Regions from separate parts of the Mus musculus genome. Here regions 2, 3 and 4 are each linked to region 1. Evidence: chromatin contacts called from public HiChIP or PLAC-seq and promoter capture Hi-C data. All regions are on one chromosome and are shown on one strand. The core of a region is the stretch at or near the end of the contact, and the rest is flanking DNA. Distances in the headings are between cores, read along the strand shown.

Evidence for each region. HiChIP or PLAC-seq counts read pairs in DNA pulled down with a chosen protein or histone mark. Capture Hi-C pulls out chosen DNA fragments and counts their contacts.
Region 2: a contact with region 1 is called in an H3K4me3 HiChIP or PLAC-seq map of embryonic stem cells, with 7 times the contacts expected there. The contact joins the promoter of Ddx54 here to the promoter of Oas3 in region 1. A contact is called at or near these places in 5 of 39 promoter capture datasets (the C10 cell line, embryonic stem cells, hippocampal neurons and 2 more), 1 of 15 datasets of contacts at CTCF or cohesin (embryonic stem cells), 4 of 484 Hi-C or Micro-C datasets (CD8 T cells, Th1 cells, embryonic stem cells and 1 more), 14 of 115 datasets of contacts at active chromatin or transcription factors (the SCID.adh cell line, bone marrow-derived macrophages, effector CD8 T cells and 5 more) and 3 of 9 other capture datasets (adipose tissue, liver and pancreatic islet).
Region 3: a promoter capture Hi-C map of liver shows a contact between it and region 1. The contact joins the promoter of Tpcn1 here to the promoter of Oas3 in region 1. A contact is called at or near these places in 2 of 39 promoter capture datasets (macrophages and stem cell-derived epiblast-like cells), 1 of 15 datasets of contacts at CTCF or cohesin (CD8 T cells), 2 of 115 datasets of contacts at active chromatin or transcription factors (bone marrow-derived macrophages and effector CD8 T cells) and 1 of 9 other capture datasets (liver).
Region 4: a contact with region 1 is called in an HNF4G HiChIP or PLAC-seq map of pancreatic cancer cells. The contact joins the promoter of Rasal1 here to the promoter of Oas3 in region 1. A contact is called at or near these places in 1 of 39 promoter capture datasets (embryonic stem cells), 1 of 15 datasets of contacts at CTCF or cohesin (embryonic stem cells), 2 of 484 Hi-C or Micro-C datasets (CD8 T cells and embryonic stem cells), 10 of 115 datasets of contacts at active chromatin or transcription factors (CD8 T cells, the SCID.adh cell line, bone marrow-derived macrophages and 4 more) and 4 of 9 other capture datasets (adipose tissue, embryonic stem cells, liver and 1 more).

The regions. Positions count from the first base shown.
Region 1 is chr5:120,776,285-120,778,984 of GRCm38.p6, forward strand. Oas3 (2'-5' oligoadenylate synthetase 3) reads right to left here and starts at 1,375. Exons shown (of 16, transcript NM_145226.2): 1 at 1,167-1,375. The coding sequence starts at 1,340.
Region 2 is chr5:120,611,774-120,614,624 of GRCm38.p6, forward strand. Ddx54 (DEAD box helicase 54) reads left to right here and starts at 1,357. Exons shown (of 20, transcript NM_028041.2): 1 at 1,357-1,533. The coding sequence starts at 1,363. It overlaps Rita1 (RBPJ interacting and tubulin associated 1), which reads right to left and starts at 816. Exons shown (of 3, transcript NM_029096.3): 1 at 501-816.
Region 3 is chr5:120,587,048-120,589,941 of GRCm38.p6, forward strand. Tpcn1 (two pore channel 1) reads right to left here and starts at 1,566. Exons shown (of 28, transcript NM_145853.2): 1 at 1,456-1,566. It overlaps Iqcd (IQ motif containing D), which reads left to right and starts at 1,976. Exons shown (of 5, transcript NM_029408.2): 1 at 1,976-2,047.
Region 4 is chr5:120,647,350-120,650,292 of GRCm38.p6, forward strand. It overlaps Rasal1 (RAS protein activator like 1 (GAP1 like)), which reads left to right and starts at 1,463. Exons shown (of 22, transcript NM_001359144.1): 1 at 1,463-1,561; 2 at 2,039-2,185. The coding sequence starts at 2,121.

The sequences.
Region 1 (2,700 bases), core at 125-2,624:
ACCCTGTTCCTTCCACCCCCACCCCTACCCGATCCTCTTTGGGCGGTTGAAAGGAGACTTTGTAGCCTCTGGTGGACCACACCTGTAACCCCCAGTACACAAGGGCCAAGTTAGGTCTGAAATAATGGCCTGGTGATGTTTATATTACTCACTGCTCATATATTACTCACTGCTCATCAACCCTCACCCGAGGACCTCTCCACTCTCTAATGCAACTGTGCCCTAAACTGTTCCTGGCCTGAGGTATATCGCTTGGGAGACTGGGAGGAGGGGAGAGCCTGTGCAGCTTACAGAAGGCCTGGTCTCTGCTGGTGAAGACTTTCCAGTGGGGCCCACTTCCCTAGGCTCAGTAAGGAAGACCAATAGATTCATTGTTTCCCAGAGTGACCTGTGGCGGATTGTTTCCTGTTAACCCCTGGGGCTTTAGGAGGAGGGATACACATCCCCCATTCCCTAGAAGGAATTCAGCCACACCTGAGATGCAGAAGCAGGCTCTGTCTCCCAGACCCAAGCCTCCTTCCACATCTCCAGCTCAGATGCAGCCTCAGGAACTGTCAGGTGACCCGAGACCTGCCCAGGACAATCTCTAGTCTCACTGTGCCCCTCCTAGGTCCCTATGATGCCCCTGCATCAGCAGGTTTACCAGGCTTAAGGCGGCTCAGAGTTTATCTCCCCCTAGTTCTCTGAGAAGCCAAAGGTTCTTGGGCGGCCTGGCAGGATGCCCAGGTGACACAGTGTGGCTTAGAGTAGCAGCTCAGCTCCACTCAGCCTCAGTTTCCCCACTCCTAAAGCTGGCAGTAATCCCTACCTCAGGTGCCATGTTGGTGAGGGAGTCTGTGTGCTTTAGCCGGGTCATGTTCTTTTTCTCAAAGACTGGGTCCCAATGGGTGTGAGTGCGTGATCCCCCTGCCTCAGATCAGCGAGGCTCAGGCAGTGTGAAGTTAGAGTCTGAGTGATTGAGTGAATGAGTGAATGAGACAGCCTTTAGGAGAGCATAGGAAGCCATCAGGTGACCCAGTGTGGCCCTGGCTGGGCCTTTACCCTGGAAGTGTAACTTGGGTTTTGATGCCTCAGTTTCCCCACAGACTGGCTGGTTATAGCAACACCTGAGCCATCCCTCAAGAAGACCCTGAAGGTGTTTGCCCTGGGGTGCCCCACCCTCTCACCTTGGCAATCCTTATCACTCTTGGTCTCTGTGACCCTCGGGCTCTGTGCTGCTGTAGGGTGATGTTTAGCGACCCCAGAGCACCCCGTACGGCTGCTGTGAACTCAGGGGCTGGGTGCAGGTTGTGGGCCACCAGCTTATCCAGAGCTCCGGCTGGCGTGTGGAACAGGTCCATGTTGACCGGTACTCTCAGTAGAGTTTCGTTTCTCTCCAGGGCTTCTTGGGGGTGTTCCTGAGGTGACAGTGGGTGTGTTCCCTGAGTCACCTCCCTTCACTTTCGTTTTCTCCTCCCTGCTGAGTTCCTCTCTTCCCTGACTCAGGCTCAGGGTGTTTGTTGAGATTATCTGTTTATGGTTCTGCTGTCTCCTGGTGTGACTTCTGACCCTCTGGGCAGCCTGGGAACATTGGGGACCAGGCTCACAGGTCCCCTAGGTCCCCTGAGGCTTCCTGACCTCCTATTTGGGGACCCAAGATAGGCTGCCACAGAGCACCTCAGAGCCAGGCCTGAGGAAGCAGAGCCCCCCACAGTCCTCCCCACCCAAGTTCTCATCTATTGTTTTGCTGTGCTGCCCTGTGTTAACCTCTCTGGGCCTCAGTTTTTTCCATCTGTAAAAATGGGGTTATATTAATGAGCCTCCATTAAATGCCTGGTAGTGGTCTTAACATAAGTATGCAGGGTGGCAGATGGACAGAGAGGTTGAGTAAGTCATCTAGCATCACACAGCATGACTGTCAGAGTTAGAATCTGAACCCAGGTCTTCCAGTCCCAGGCATCCTGACTTTTTGCTCCTTGCTCTGCTGAGGCACAACGATGCTCCAAGAGGAGACATCAGATTGATGAGTGTGAGGCCCTTGGCTGGGGCTGCACAAAGGACTAAGGTAAGAAATGAGGGCTTCTGTGCTTAGCGCCCTGTTTGTGGGAGGAGATGCTGAAGACAGAAGCAAGGGCAAGTTCAGATTGGAGGCCAAGTGATGGTTCTGCTGCACGCCTGCGTGTTTGTGTGTGTGCATGTGTCTGTGTGTGTGTGTAGGGCATGTGTGTCGGAACATGTGTGTCTGTACTTGTGTGCGCGTGCATGTGCATATGTGTTCACACATGTGTATGTGTGCATGTGAGTGTCTGTCTGTGTATGTATTCATACGTCTGTACATGTGCACATGTGTGCGTGTACATGCGTGTCTGCATCTCTGTGTATGTGTGTGTGCGTGTGTGTCTGCCAGCCAAAACTGCACAAGTGTGGAACAGAGAGTCCGGTTTGTGTGTGTTGAGAACCTAGTGTCTTCAAGTGCTAATCACAGCTGACAGTGTGTGTGTGTGTGTGTGTGTGTGTGTGTGTGAGAGAGAGAGAGAGAGAGAGAGAGAGAGAACTGATATGAATAGGCTATAGTCTGGGGGGCACGATTTGAACACTCCAGGACAGAATATCTTTTTAGATGACAGTGTAATGATGTGGCCATCTAAACCCATCACCTGCCTCAGTCATCACACAGCTTGGCTCTGTTCACTGGAAGAGGCCATGGCCCTGGGGATTGAA
Region 2 (2,851 bases), core at 107-2,606, 160 kb before region 1:
GCAGCAGCTTGGAATAACAAGCCCAAGGGCAAAAAGGGCTTTTTCTTGCTGAGGGAAAGCGACTGGTTTTTCTCAAAGGACTACTGTTGTTCAGTGGACACCTTGGAAGTGCTTCACTTTCTTGCCCGTCCCCGACACCCAATTTCAGTAGTCCAAGGTGGCCTGAAACTCACTATATTAAACTTTATTATATAGCCAAGAATGACCTTTAACTCCGGATCCTCCCGCTTCTACTTCCCACGGAGAACTGCACGATCGCCTGGCGTCTGAGGTGCATGGGTCAGGCTAAAGCAGGCACTGTCTTTTTAGTTGTGAAGACGGGAGAAAATGCCGTCAGCAAATATTTAATGAATAAGTAAATACACAATTACACCCTACAGTGTATGCTCAACAAATATAGTACGACTGCGGGCGTGCAGGGGAATGGCACCAACCAGACAAACTAATTAGGGTGGAAGAGGGAAAGGGGCTCCCAAGCTACTGTCGCCCCCCATTCCTACCTTGTGCAAAGCGCTTTGCAAACGTGGTGCGTTCCAGTCCTCGCCAACCAGTCTCATACGAAATGCATTTTCCCCGAGTCCAGCTCAGGCTCCCAACAGCAGAGTAGCAACGCACCGGCCAGCTTACAGAGCTGAAAGCGCAGGCGTCACGGGATCTCCATGCCTGGTGCTTTTTCTCCTGGAGCCTCCGGCCAGAAAGCTCTGTCTCCGCCACATTTAAAGCCTCATAGCACAGAATCAGCAAGGGCGCCACAGCGACACGCGCCCACCCGCATCCCTTGCTGGGCAACCGGTGCGACGCCCCACCCCTGCGCACTGGTACGTCCCTATACCCCGCCCTCGCGCTGATGGTACGTTCCACAGGCCACACCCCCAGCCTCATCTGTACATCCATTAGGCCCCGCCCCTTGGTAGGGTCAACCTTGCGTGGTTGGTACATTCCTCGAGTTTGTCCACACGTTCAGTTGTTATGTCCCTCAGGTCCTGCTCTCTTTACAGTTACCACATCTCTCACAGCTTGGCATTCGCGCAGTTAGTAGGTCCCTTAAGCATCTATCACGGTTCAGTTGACACATTCCGCCCCCACCAGTTGGTATGTCCCTCAGGCCTCGCCTCTGCCCGGCTGGTACACCACTTAGGCCCCGCCCCCGTTCTGTTGGTTCCTCCTTCTGGCTTCGCCCATTGATAAAGCCATGTTGACGCTCCGCCCCTGCGAAGTTGGTTGGTTTCCTCAGGCCCGGCCCCGCCCTACGGGTGAAACCTGGATTCTCGACGCCGCTCTTGCGTCTCACAGGCTCCGCCCCCGCGCAGTCGACGCGTCCCTTAGGCCCCGCCCTCTTCCGGGTCTAAGAGCCCGGCCCGCATGGCTGCTGGCAGACGTGTGGGACCTGGCCCGCCGTCGCGTCCCACCATGGCGCCGTGGAAGAAGAAGAGGCTGCGGAAACGCCGAACTGGGGCTTCCCAAGGCCGCGACAGCGACTCGGATGACGGCGAGTTCGAGATCCAGGCGGAGGATGACGCCCGGGCGAGGAAGGTAAGAGCGCGAGGGGGCTCCCTGTTCGGGCTCTCGGCCTGCGCCCTTCCGCTTGTCCGTCTCACTAATCGCGGTCCCTCATTGGGTCCCTTCGCGTGGGGGACGGGCTCGAGTTTACGCAGCCAATAGAAAGTGCAAGTGCGGAAGGTCCGCCTGAGTTTGGGGCGGTCTTAGATGAGAAAATTAAAGGGAAGGCCGGACCACTCTTCTGAGAAGCCGGTTTTAAACTAAACTAGTATTTACGGACTTATGTCGTGCTCTAGCTATGCCAGGCTCACCAGCAATGTCAGGGAGGACAGCAGGATTGGAACTGGGGATGGTCCGGTTCCAGTTGTATTCATCTTGGGGGATAGGTGTGATCACCAAGTGGGGCACAAAAGCCTATCGTTCATGACGCCCATCGTCTTGTGCATAGCGGGTATATCTGGTTCTCCATTTCTCCTTCCCAGCTCAGTCAATGAGCTGCACTCGTTAAGTGGTCAGTAAATGTGCAGAGACAGCTAGAGGCAATGAGAACGCTGGTGTTCATTGGCAAATACAAGAAGGCTGCTCCCGTGGTTCAGACCAAGGGTTTTGCTGAGGCCCAGTCCGGCACAGGCTGGCTGTAGTAAGACGTAATAAACTTTACAAGTCAAAACCCAGCCTGTGGGCTCTGAATGTAGCTTTGTTGATAGAGCGCTTGCCTGGCGTGTGCAGAGCCCTGGGTTTGAAGGCCATCACCAGGTAAAAGCAGGTATTGTGGCACACACCTGTAATCTTAGCTCCCAGGGTAGGAGTGGTGGCGGCAGGAGGATCAGGAGTCCAAGGCCACCCTGAGCTGGTAAGAGCGCCACCACCAATTCTTAATATTTTGCTGTACAAAAAAACCCAAAGGCTCCTCCAACCCGGGAAACACATGCTTATTAAAGGGCTTGTCGCACACCTGATGTAAATATGAACGGGAGAGCAGCCAAGTTCACACTGTACCATTACCCTCCACCAAAAATAAATAAATAAAGATGAAAAAAAGCAAGCCGGGCAGTGGTGGCACACGCTTTTAATCCCAGCACTCGGGAGGCAGAGGCAGGTGGATTTCTGAGTTCGAGGCCAGCCTGGTCTACAGAGTGAGTTCCAGGATAGCCAGGGCTATACAGAGAAACCCTGTCTCGAAAAACAAACAAACAAATAAACAAACAAAAAACAAAAACTAAAAAAACAAAAAGAAAAAACCCAACATCTTTGTGCGGTGCAATGAAACCAGAATATTACATTGGGTGCAGAGTCTGTTGACTTAGGATCAGTGGGGAAAGCCTTTTTCTTTCTTTTCTTTTCTTTTCTT
Region 3 (2,894 bases), core at 316-2,815, 190 kb before region 1:
ACCACTTTCTGCAGCAGCCTGCTAAGCCTGAAAGACTCTGCCTGGCAAAGTTCCTGCAAGTGGGGGGTGGGGAGGGGGTTGTTCGTTTGTGTTTTTTGTTTTCCTTTTCCAGATTTGAGAATTTATTTTGCTTGGAAATCTCAACAAGGGGAGACAGAAGAGGAACTCCCACAAGATACCCGTCATTTGGCTGCCTAAAGAACTGCAGTGTGTTTTGAATTTTGGCTTAACTCTCTCCTCCCCCAGTGCCTTGCATAGACTAGGCTCACACTTCTAACGCACTCCACAGCAGAGGGATTACAAGGATGTACTTTGAGGCCATGAGGAGGAGGCTCTAACAGTGTGTTCTCGCTATTCACTTGGAAGGCAAGAAGCTCTCCCAACGCATGACAACAGGTTTCTAATGTTCGTCACTAGCATCCTAGGGAGATCCTCCCAGTGGGTTTTACATTTTAACAGCGGGATGCATGACTCCATTCTAACATGCCTGGTCTCACCTCAATGGCTCTCGCCTGGAGTGACTTTGTCCCCACTGTCTAGAAATATTTCCAGCATCACAACTTGGGATTGATTGCGAGGGAGTCCAGAGAGGCTACTGAACATCTACAGTACACAGCTGTAGACCCCACCCACAGGAAACAACCTCCTGGCTCCGACTCAACGGCTCTGCCCTCAGTTGGTTAGCGCCCACTTGATACATGAGGCAGCTTAGCGTGGCCTCTCCCAAGTAAAGAGCCACAAGTAGTCATGGAACGCAGGGGACACTGCCCACTTCAGCGCAGCCCCACCAACTATTCCTAGAAACTGCACTCCACTTAGGCGAAATCCACCAACCGCTTTCTTGTTTTTTGTCTTTGGTGGTAGGGATATCCCTATGGAGCTTTGAAGCTTTGAAGTTGCCATTCTCCTGCCTTTGCCTCCTGAAGAGCCTATGACTTTTCAAAGAGAAAGAAACGGGGCCCAGAGAGGGTAAGTAAACTGTCCAAGGTCACACAGCAGACTCGGAGCTCCTAAGGTCCAGCCCTTTGGCAGACCTTGGTTCTCTCTCTAGCGGAGACCCAGCGAGTCACCCCTGGGGTAAGGTCACCCCTGGAAGAAGGTCCCGGAATCAGATAGCTAGCTGCCATCCTGCGATCTGTCCCCTGAGGCAGACTGACCCAGGCAGGAGTCCCCGGCCAGGTCACAAGAGGACACAGCAGGGAGGTGAGCAGGGAGGAAGGGTCGCTCGGGGGCTCTAGCTCCCCACGATCCCCATCGCGATCCGGGTCGCCCCAGGAAGTCAGGCCAAAGAAAAGGGGTGCAGAGAGAAGGGGATCCGCAAGGAGAGAGCATGCCGGCCACCTCCCAGGGCCCCGCCTCGGGCTTCTGGAGCACTCAGCCCCAGCCCCTTCTCTGCACCTTCTGACCCCTGACCCTTGCCCTCGGGCCAAGATCGCGCACCCCTCGGATCCTTACACGCGCCGTCCCGGGATCCCGCACTGTGCACTGGGTCTGCACAGCGTAGCTCAGCCCGCAGTTGCCGCCGCCAATATCCCCAGCGCGGAGCCTCAGCAGCCGCCACCGCCGCCTCACCGCTGCCACAGCGGCAGCTGCGCCAGCCTTCGCATCCGCCGACTCCTGTCACTCAGCCCCGAAAGCCCCGCCCACGGCCCTAGGCCACAGCCTACTGGCCATCAGAGGGGTCGCAATGAAATTTGACAGGGTAGACTACACGTCACTCAGCGTTCTCACAGCCCTCCTCCCAAAGGGAGGGCGGGGCGAGGAAGCAACACCCCTTTCCTCCCCACCCCACCCCCACCCCCGCCTCACTCGCGCAACCAACAGGAATCCTGCGTCTTTCCATTGGCGAAACGTCAGAGAGGCGGGGATTTTGATTGGCCATCTTTCAGGAGGCGGAGCCAACGCAACCCGATTCGAAGTTAAATGGTGAAAAAGAATGTCAGTCAAACTCAAAGTCCCGCCTTCTAAGAGTGGCTCGTAACCTAGCAACATAAGGGCCGCCGAGTTGCTTAACTGTGGGCCAAGAAACTTGCATCTTGAGGAGCTGGTGAGTGACAGCGGGGAAGCCCCAGGCTGCAGGCTGTGTGCACCTAGTAGGCACGCCGTCCAGTGATTTCTCCCCTCCAGGCGTCCGCGCCCCACTTGCCATCCCGTCCAGCTCCAGGTCCTCACTCCCTTGCCCAACCTCCATCCTGTCCTCCTCTAGGCCTCCTGCAAGCACCATCAAGTATCCTCTTCTGATAGTCTTGCTTCCTGTCTGGTCCACCTGCCATTTCATAGTCCCTCTCCTCATCTCTTACTGATACCATTTGTGAAGTTCACATCGAGTGAACTTAGTTCAAGTAATTGGATGGGTTGGTTTGTTTTGGTGCCCACTGTCCGCACTATGTTCAGAGGTCAGCTTGCTGGGTGCGTGACCCCCTTCAGTGTATGCTTAAAATAAGGATTTGTTGTTTGTTTTGATTTTGGAACAAGGTCTCACTATGTAGTCTCGAACTCACTCTGTAGACCAGGCTAGCCTCAGACTCACAGAGATCCACCAGTCTTTGCCTTTGAGTACTGGGATTAAAAGCATGTGCCACCACCCTTGGTCTAATTAGGTTTTTTCCCCTTTAATTGTTAAAGTTTTATTATCATTATTAATATTATTATCACTATGTCTGCGTTGGTGGGGTATGTGAATGTGAATACAGACAAAGGGTTTTGGATCCTCTGGAGCTAAAATTAATTACGGGTGGGCAGTTGTGAGCCACCTGTCATAGGTGCAGGGGACTAAACTCTAGTCCTTTCAAAAAGCCGTACACGCTCTTTTAAAATAACGTAAAGCTTTATTTATTTTTACTTTATATGTATCTGTGGGTGCCTACGTGTATGTGAGTGCACAAGGTATGTTC
Region 4 (2,943 bases), core at 213-2,712, 130 kb before region 1:
GCTGGACTGGACAGATCCCACTGCGGGTTTAGAGTTAGGAAAATTAGAAGTAGGGCTTCCTGTTCACTTTGGAATATGGATTAATGATGGCTGTGTTTGGCCAGTACGTCATGGAATCTGGACACTCCATCAGGGTGCCCGGGGACCTGGATGACTTGTCTCTATAACCCTAGGGGCAAAATACCCAGGCAAAGGTGTCTGTCCAGGTGTGTGTGTGTGTGTGTGTGTGTGTGTGTGTGCAGGGAAACCACAGGGCAAATCTTCTTCCTCCCCAGAAAAACGTAGAGTTACTGCTGCAGATGGTGGTAGGCAGGGGGTGGGGGGTGGGGGTGGGGGAGGCAGGGGTGGAGGAGGAGGGGCTGCTGCAGTTTTGGACTCAACCCTGGGTCATCCCTGGGTTGGCCTGCTGTGGTCTTCCCGGAAACCCACCAGGATAGAATTCCAGGGTACCAGCTCACTTCCATCTGGAATGGGTGCTGGCTGGGAAGAGGGGGAGGGAGGGTATTCAGACCACTAGGTGGCTCCAGTTCCAGGGGCTGGGCAGGTGCTCCCAGGGCTAGGCAGGTGCTCCCAGTCCTGCCAGTCAGGGCAGTTGCAGGTGACCTCATTCTGCACTCCCATGGGTGCCCGGCCCTAAGTTGCCCTTGCCAGCCTTTCTGAATACTCCCCAGTTAGTTAAACCACAGACTTCGAGAAGGAAGGTAGCTCTGCCAGCGTCTACCCTGGGACAAGCCTTCTGTTCACATGATCCCATTTAAAACTCGCAAAGGCACAAAGCATCTTGGGAACGGAGGAAAAAGGAAGAAGAGCTTTGCGTGGGGGGTGTGGAAGGGCCTCCTAAAAGCCTTGCCAGGAGACGTGACATTTAAGGCACACCTTGAAGAAGAAGAACAACAAAAAATACCGTATGCTCTGTGCCTGATTAGGTGTGTACCACTCTTCTGAGGCCCGTGTGGGAGTATCTCATTTAATTCTCTCTCAACCCTGTAAATGAGACACGTGTCGTGTCATGCTCCCTGAACAGATGAGAAAACTAAACCGAGGAACAGAGAGGTTAAGTGACTGACTCATCTAAGACCAGGCATTACCACATCTACCAAATGGCAGCAGAGTCAGAACTCAAACCCAGAAAGGAGACTTCTGGCAAGTGTCCCCCACCTCTCAGGACCCCAATTTGTGTGTGTGTGTTTATTTTGGTTTTTTGTTTTGTTTTGTTTTTAAATCCATAGATAGAGGGCTCCCATGACATACAGAGTTGCCGAGGGCTCAAAACTGAGATAATCCCCATGAAAGGCTCAAGCCGTGCCTGGAACTTGGTTAAGTGTTCGAGGATTGCAGATGGCTCTTATCGTGCCGCCCGGGCGGTGTTATCTCCGCGCCTCCCCTCCCCCTGCGGCCGCGGCTTCCTCCCCCGCAGTGGCAGCCGGTGACGTGGGAGCCTCCGCTGGCACACTCCGGGTTTAATTGGAGACGAAGAGAAGATGCAAGGGGATGTTCGAGGTCCCTCCCTCCACTCGCATCAGACCCCCAGGGAGCGTGCGCCGCCTGCCGCCCAGAGAGAGTACTGTTCCGGGACCCCGAGGCTGGTGTTGGGGTGGCAGGTGGAGGAGGTGGGAGAGGTGTGGAGGTGCTGGGTTGAGGGCCGGCAGGAGACACCCGGGTTCTTGGAGGGTTCAAAATAAGCTCAGTAACAGCCTGCAGCCCTGCTTGACTGCTCGCGCCTCCTCCACCCCACCCCTTGACCCATAGCGCCTGGGGGGTCCCCGGCTGAGTGCAGTAGCCTGGGGTGCCAGCAGGGGGCGCTCGCGTAGGGGTTCAGGGCGGGCGGGGCAGCTGCGGGGGGCGGGATCGGGAGGGACCTCCCGGGCGGCAGACGCCTGGCTCAGCCTGCCCAGATCGCAGCGCACAGCTACCTGTAGCTCTGGACGCATGTCCCCTTCCGGGACCCAGCACGCCTCCCTCCTAGCCCTGCATCCAGCCCACTCGCACCCCAGACCCGGACACGTGGGAACCGGCTGACAGCGTGCTTGGCCCGCAGCTGATGACATGTAGGGTCACCTCCTGGTCCAGCCTCAGAACCTCGGCAGACTCCTTGCCTGGAAAGTTTGGGACTGTGCGACATGGCCAAGAGCGGCTCGCTGAGTATCCGCGTGGTGGAGGGACGAGCACTGCCCGCCAAGGACGTGTGAGTCCCCGGGTGCCCACTGGGGTGCGTAGAAGGGTTGTGGGGAGCCCTGTTTAGGACCCGCTGCTGGGGATCCGCCCTCCCTATTCTGTGGGAGGGGGCGCCCAGGCTTAGCAGGTGCGGCACCTTGCTCCCTCCACCTCCACCCCACCCCCGGGAAGGAGGGTGTCTTTGTTCTAGGATGTCCCCAAGTGGGTCTTACAGGACGGGTTAAAGGAGCTCTGGACTGGGTACTCTTAGAGCCTAGGAGGGGGTTGAGCGATCCCTTCCTTAGCTCCAGCAGGTGTTGGAGGTGGGGCTTCTCCGAGCGACAGAAGAGGCTATCCAGAGACCACTAGGGGTAGAGCCCCTGAGGGCTGTGATCCAGACTGACCCCAAGATTTTTCATGCCTTAGGGGTGGTGTTTAGATTTGCAGCGCTTCACCAGGTGGTCCTCTAACCCGGAACCCCGGTTTTGTACCTGCAAACCTAGGGTGGACTATCTCAGATCTCCAAGTGATCTAAGAGACACTCGCAGGTGCACGTGTGATAGGTCTGGGGGCGCTGGGCTCCTCGGCCCCTGTCCTTGGCTCTGGTTCTCCGGGGCGGAGTCAACAAGTGCTGACTCAGCAGAATGGGGCTGGGGGCGGGTGGATGGAGCGGGTTACCCCCTCCTGCTTGGTCCAAAGCCAGAAGGGGCTTTGGAGGTGTCAGCACCTGAGCCAGGTGTCAGGATCCTTGGGCGGAGGTGTGTTAAGTGACCTTGAACCTGCCTCTTG